2 separate regions of the Sus scrofa genome follow, and region 1 is linked to region 2. A link is a contact called in public Hi-C data. All regions are on one chromosome and are shown on one strand. Each heading gives the region's core, a stretch centred on a gene start, on an enhancer-like site or on the middle of the called end of the contact. The rest is flanking DNA. Distances are from core to core; before and after follow the strand shown. Region 1 holds the start of BORCS6 (BLOC-1-related complex subunit 6). Region 2 holds the start of HES7 (transcription factor HES-7).

What was found. Hi-C and Micro-C count contacts between places; a contact is called where the count stands out from the background.
Region 1: a Hi-C map of retroperitoneal adipose tissue shows a contact between it and region 2, with 2.4 times the contacts expected there. The contact joins the promoter of BORCS6 here to the promoter of HES7 in region 2. A contact is called at or near these places in 1 of 5 promoter capture datasets (liver), 22 of 47 Hi-C or Micro-C datasets (adipose tissue, alveolar macrophages, brain and 12 more) and 2 of 2 datasets of contacts at active chromatin or transcription factors (alveolar macrophages and skeletal muscle).

What each region holds. Positions count from the first base shown.
Region 1 is chr12:53,405,302-53,408,001 of Sscrofa11.1, reverse strand. It overlaps BORCS6 (BLOC-1-related complex subunit 6), which reads left to right and starts at 1,250. Exons shown (of 3, transcript XM_021067862.1): 1 at 1,250-2,700. The coding sequence starts at 1,891.
Region 2 is chr12:53,337,938-53,340,637 of Sscrofa11.1, reverse strand. It overlaps HES7 (transcription factor HES-7), which reads left to right and starts at 1,302. Exons shown (of 6, transcript XM_021067858.1): 1 at 1,302-1,827; 2 at 2,155-2,221; 3 at 2,576-2,700. TRNAG-GCC (a tRNA gene) reads right to left here and starts at 1,588; the gene lies at 1,518-1,588.

The DNA.
Region 1 (2,700 bases), core at 1-2,500, 67 kb before region 2:
GAGGTCTAATGGAAGCTAGTCCTTTCTTCCCTTCTGGAAAGTGGGGGAGTGTATCAGCTAGGATTTCTGGTTGCATGCAACAGAAAACAATTCAAGTTCATTTAAGCACAAATAGACCTTATTTTCAGCATGCTGGGTAATTCACAGAATCTCTAGGAGAACTAGGCTTGGGTTTTACACAGCCAGGAAGCATTCCACTGCAGAAGTGGTCCAGTAGACGGTGGTGGGAGCCTAAACCATGTGCCAGGGAAGCTGGGAAAGGGACTGCTTGGTATTCCAGCTTTTGTAGTGAAGATGGGCTCTGCCTGATGAGGTGGAAGAGTCCTCAAACCCTGGGATTCAGATACCCTGGGAGGGGCCAAAAGAATGACTCTGGATCCTGGTTACAGACTGAATGTTTTGGGCTTTCTAAAATTCATGTTGAACCCTTACCCCACAATGTGATGGTATTTGGAGGTGGGAACTTTGGAGGTAATTAGGTTTAGGTCATGAGATTGGGGACCTCATGATGGGATAGGTGTCCTTATAAGAAGAGGCCAGAGGTGTTCCCTGGTGGTTCAGCAGGTTAAGGATTGAGTGCTGTTACTGCTCTGAGTCAGGCCACTGCTGTGGTGTAGGTTCCCTGGCCTGAGAAGTGATGCAAACACATCTTGAATGAGTTCAGGCCAAAAAGGAGAAATTAATGGCTTGGGGTCATTTACTTAATAAATATTTATTGAGCACCTACTATATGCTAGGCACTGTCCTAAGCACTGGGGCTACAAATGAGAACAAAAGAGACAAAAAGCCTTACCCTCTTGGAACTTACATGAGTAAGTAAGCAAATATATTGTATTCCAGATGGTGATAAGTGCTAGGAAGAAAAGGCAGGGAAGGAAGATGAATTGCTGGAGAAAGTGGTTGCAATTTTAAACACTGTAAGGAAGGCCTCACTGAAAAGATAGCATTCGAATAAGGACCCGAAGGAGAGAAGGAAAGGAGGAATATCCAAGATGAAAATTTTTCTTGGTTGATAGACCTAGCCTCAAAAAAAGGGTGGTTGGGGTGGGGGTAGTTGCAAGAGCAAGTCTAAATCCCTGAGACGTCAGCATGTCTGTCTTCTCAGGAAGAGTGAGGAGGCCAGTGTGGCTCCAGCAGGAGCAGTAGGGGAAGACATGAGATCAGAATGGTACCAGGACTCTGACCTTCAGGCTCATTCGTTTATTGAATGTTTTACCTAGTGGTGAAATCACACACCATCCTCCAAGAGGAAACTCTCAAACCTGGAAGGGGCGGGAAGACAGAGTGGCAAATGAGAAGAGAAGCGCTTAAGCCCGCTTCTCTGCCCACTGTGAGCCGCTCTGGGCAGTTCATTTCCTAGAACCATGGAACGAACCATTCATGTTCTGTTGAGAATTCTGGTTTTATCCTTTCTGATCAACTAGGCGCGGTTCAATCCCGACTGTCCAAGCAGGATATACTACTTCCATCCCAAAAACCTCTCTTAGGAACCCTGATTCCTGTCCTCACCAGATGTGTTTGTTAAGCGGCAATTGTGGGCCTGGCAACTGTGGGCGGAAAAAGCCAGAGCCCCGCCCCCGGTGGACTCTAACGTTTCAGGATCTTCATCTTTAAGATCTGCCCCCTCAACTTTTTGAAAGGGCTGGGCGAAGAGCGCAGCTGTCACCTCCTACTCTCCACCCCGCGGGCTCTCACGTGCGTTCGATTGCTCAATAACAGCGCTCCTTCTGGGACTTCCTGGTCGCCGCGCCCAATCAGAGTGTTGTTTCCGTCCTGACCATTGTCAGCCGGTGGCCAATCGGCGCGCCTCTACAACGCCCCTTAAAGGAGCCGCCAAGGCCTTCCCAGCCGGGGCGAACCAATTCCTCGGTTCCTGCCCCCAACTGCGGTATGGAGTCGCCTCGGGGGCGGCCTGGGCCCGAGGCGGACCTTCTGGCTCTAGGAGAACAGCAAGCCGCGATCTTCGGCGGCGGCCCGGGCCGAACGCCCTCTGAGCCGCCCGCAGGCCTCCGGCTGTCCGGAGAGGAAGAGGCCGAGAACGTTGAGGGCACGAGCCGCCACCCCAGGGCGTCCCCAAAGCCTTCGGGCTGCAGCTTCGTCCACCGGCCGGAACGGGAGCCTCGGGAGGATGAGCTGGGCCGGCGAGGGACCCCTTCTGGGGCAGAGAGCTGCCTGGGGGCGCCGGGTCCCGAGCATGATCCGCATGGGTCCTTGCGGCTCAAGAACCCTGAGCCGCCAGAGGACAAGCCTGCATCTGAGAGGGTCTGCCGTCGGGGGAGCCCTGGAGGCGGCGGGATGGATGTTGAGCAGGAGAAGGAAGACGATGAGGAGGAGGCGGCAGCCGGCAGGACTGGCCGTTCGTTCTCCAGCCGCCTTCAGGACAGCCGCAGCCTGGACGGGCTGAGCGGGGCGTGCGGAGGCTCCGGGTCCGCAGGGGGTGCCGAGTATGGCCCGGGCGGCGGGCGGCGCGCCACCATCTCCAGCCCCCTGGAGCTCGAGGGCACGGTGAGCCGCCATGGCGACCTCACCCACTTTGTCGCCAACAATCTGCAACTGAAGATCCGTCTGAGCGGCGCCCCTCAACCCCCGCCCCCTGCCCCTGCGCGGCCCTGTTCAGCTCCGACACCCACTCCGGCCATCCCTCCCATCGATCCCGACGTGCTGCGGGACCTGGAGCGGCTGAGTCGGGAGCTGGGCGGC
Region 2 (2,700 bases), core at 53-2,552:
GAGGCAGGGGTCCCAGAGGTGGGTCGTTATGTGTAATTTAAGCTGCAGGGCAACCTTCCCTGTAGTGATTAACTTGTCACAGAACACAAAGCTTCTTCCCCATTACCTGATCGCCCAGAGTCAACTAGTCCTTCACTGTCGTGACCTTTGTCCTCCATCCCGACCCTTACAACAGCCTGATGTTACTTTCTGCTTTCTCATTGTCTGTCTCCCCTCCCCCACTATAATGTGTCAGGAGAGCCCAGATCCAAGGTACCCTCAATGCCTATCAACATTTGGTGCACAAGAGGCCCTCCACTGACAGCGGCTGCGCGCACGTTCAGATGCCCAGACCGCTGTAGGGTTTCCTTCTGGGGCCACTGCTTGGCTTAGAGTTGAGAAGTGAGCCTTCCCAGGGGCTGACACAGTCCCCAGACGAAAACGAAAGACCTCGAGCCTTGCGCAAATGAAGCAGGAAGATGAAGCCCAGATGAAGCTGGAAGAGACAGGAGACGGGATCCCGAGACACAGACCCGAGGTAAGTTCCAGAGAGAGGGACCGAGACACCCAGATCTAGACTCAGCGACCGAGAACGCGGGCTCGCAGCAGCCGGAGACTGTGCCCGAAGGAGGGGCGCGGAGGGAGGTGGAGCCGCCCGGAAGATCGCGGAAAACCGGGGCCGCGAGCCCTGGAGCCCGGGCCGCCCCTCCTCTGCTCACAAGTGGCCGCGGCAGCTGGCGGGAGCCCGGCCACCCGCCGCCCCGACGCGTGCGGGATCAAAGAGGCCGGGAAGGGGCGGGGGGAGGTGGCAGGAACCTGGAGGTGTGAGCGAGCTTCCCAGGGGGTGGCCGGAGCGTGGGAGCGCAGAGGGCCAGGAGGCGACAGAGTCCCAGGGAAAAGATCCCAGAGACCGAGACGCGGACTGAGAGAGACACGCAGAGGCCGGAGATGCAGAAGCCACTGAAGACCCCGACAGACCAGCAGCAGACTTTGCTAAGACACCTGGAAAGAATATGAAAGATACAGAGACAGACGCCGAAAGGAACGCGGAGACGTAGGTGGCGGGACAAAAGCTGAGACCGTGGACTTAGAAAAAGAAAGCGGCTTTCAGAAAACTGGAAGTAAGAGAGAGCGAGGAAGAGAAAAGGAAAGAAGAGCGAGGGCCTTAGAGTTTGCGGGGTGGGCGAACCTCGCCCCTCCCCCGCAGGGAGCTGAGTGGACCCCCGGGGCAGGGATCCCGGCGCCAGGTCCTTTCTCAGGGTCACGCCTGCGGAGGTGCGGGCGAGGGGCGGAGGGAGGGGTGTGGACAGCCGGACCCCTAGGCCGGGAGGATGGGAGTGTGAACACGTTCAGAAACAGGGTCTCGATTCGGGGCCTCAAACTGCCATAGAGTAAAAACCTTAAGGATTAATTTAATATTTGGTAGAAAACTTAAACAGGATTAATATTTGGTAGAAACCTTAAACAAAGATGCTTCTCAGGTACATCAGAGAACCACCTTGGGAGGACAGACGAAAAAAAGGAGAAAAGAGAAACTCTGCATTGGCCGGGAATCGAACCCGGGCCTCCCGCGTGGCAGGCGAGAATGCTACCACTGAACCACCAATGCAGGCGGTGTGGTGTTTCATCAGATCCTATCTCAGCTCACATGGAGTTGAGCCGACCTTGGCCCGGAAAACGGTGTAGTCAGGGATTCAGCAAAGACTCTCGATAGTTGACGTGGGTGGAGCCCAGGCCATCCTTCTTCCCGCCTGGATCCGGTCACTCGGCCATAAAGTCACCCCATATGGCCAGGGGCGGCCCCACACCCGGGTGCGAACTGCCCGGGCCCCCGAGCCTCGCGTGCAGGTGAGAAAAACTCAGCCCGAGCCCAGGTTCCCAAGGAGGGGGGCAGCGGGGGACTTCTGGGGCCACACATCTGCGCTTCCATTTGGCTCAGGTAGGGGGAGGTGTGATGTGCTGGGCTCCCTGGTTCCAAATGGGAGCGCCCTCCCCAAGGTCTGGGTCCATCCGGCTGGGATTTTGGCAAGGCAGGCTCCGTGAAAAAACAAGCTGTGGTCGGGCACTGAACCCCATCCATCCCTGACTCCGAAGCTATCTACAACCCTGTCTTACTGTGTCCTTGTCCCTGGAATTCTTGTTGTCCCATTTAATCATCGGTTTTATCTTCTCAAGCACTTTGTCCTGAAGTTTCCAAGATGTGCACGCATCATTTTGCTGAGGGTCATGCTCTTAGTATGAGGTGGGTGTTGATTCCTTTTTTTGGGTTTCCTTTCTTGTCTTTTTAAGAAAACTGTCTGCTCCTTGCTCCCCTGTAATCACGTGGGGTCTCCAGGAGCAAGCAACCAGAGCACACTTGTGTCAGGTGTCCTGGCAGCCATACGCCTGAATCTCCTGTAATTACTTTTGAAGCAAATATTTCTATCTGGAAAGATCTCTCCGCCTCCGAACTGTGCTTGAAATCCCTGGAGGCTCTCCCGCAGCCACCTCCAGCCCAGTCCAGCCATTCTCAGGATGACCCTTTCTCTGAGGACCTATTCACTGTGCTTTTAAAATAGCTGCTTGATAACACATTGCCTTTTCCACTATCCTGCAGGGATAAGCTGGGCCTCAGGTCCATATCCCAGTATGAACCGTGCAGCCAAGACCAGGACCCAGTGGGCACAAAGAGCGCAGATGTTGGGCAAGTTGAATAGAAGTGACTTAGACAGAACAGCTTCT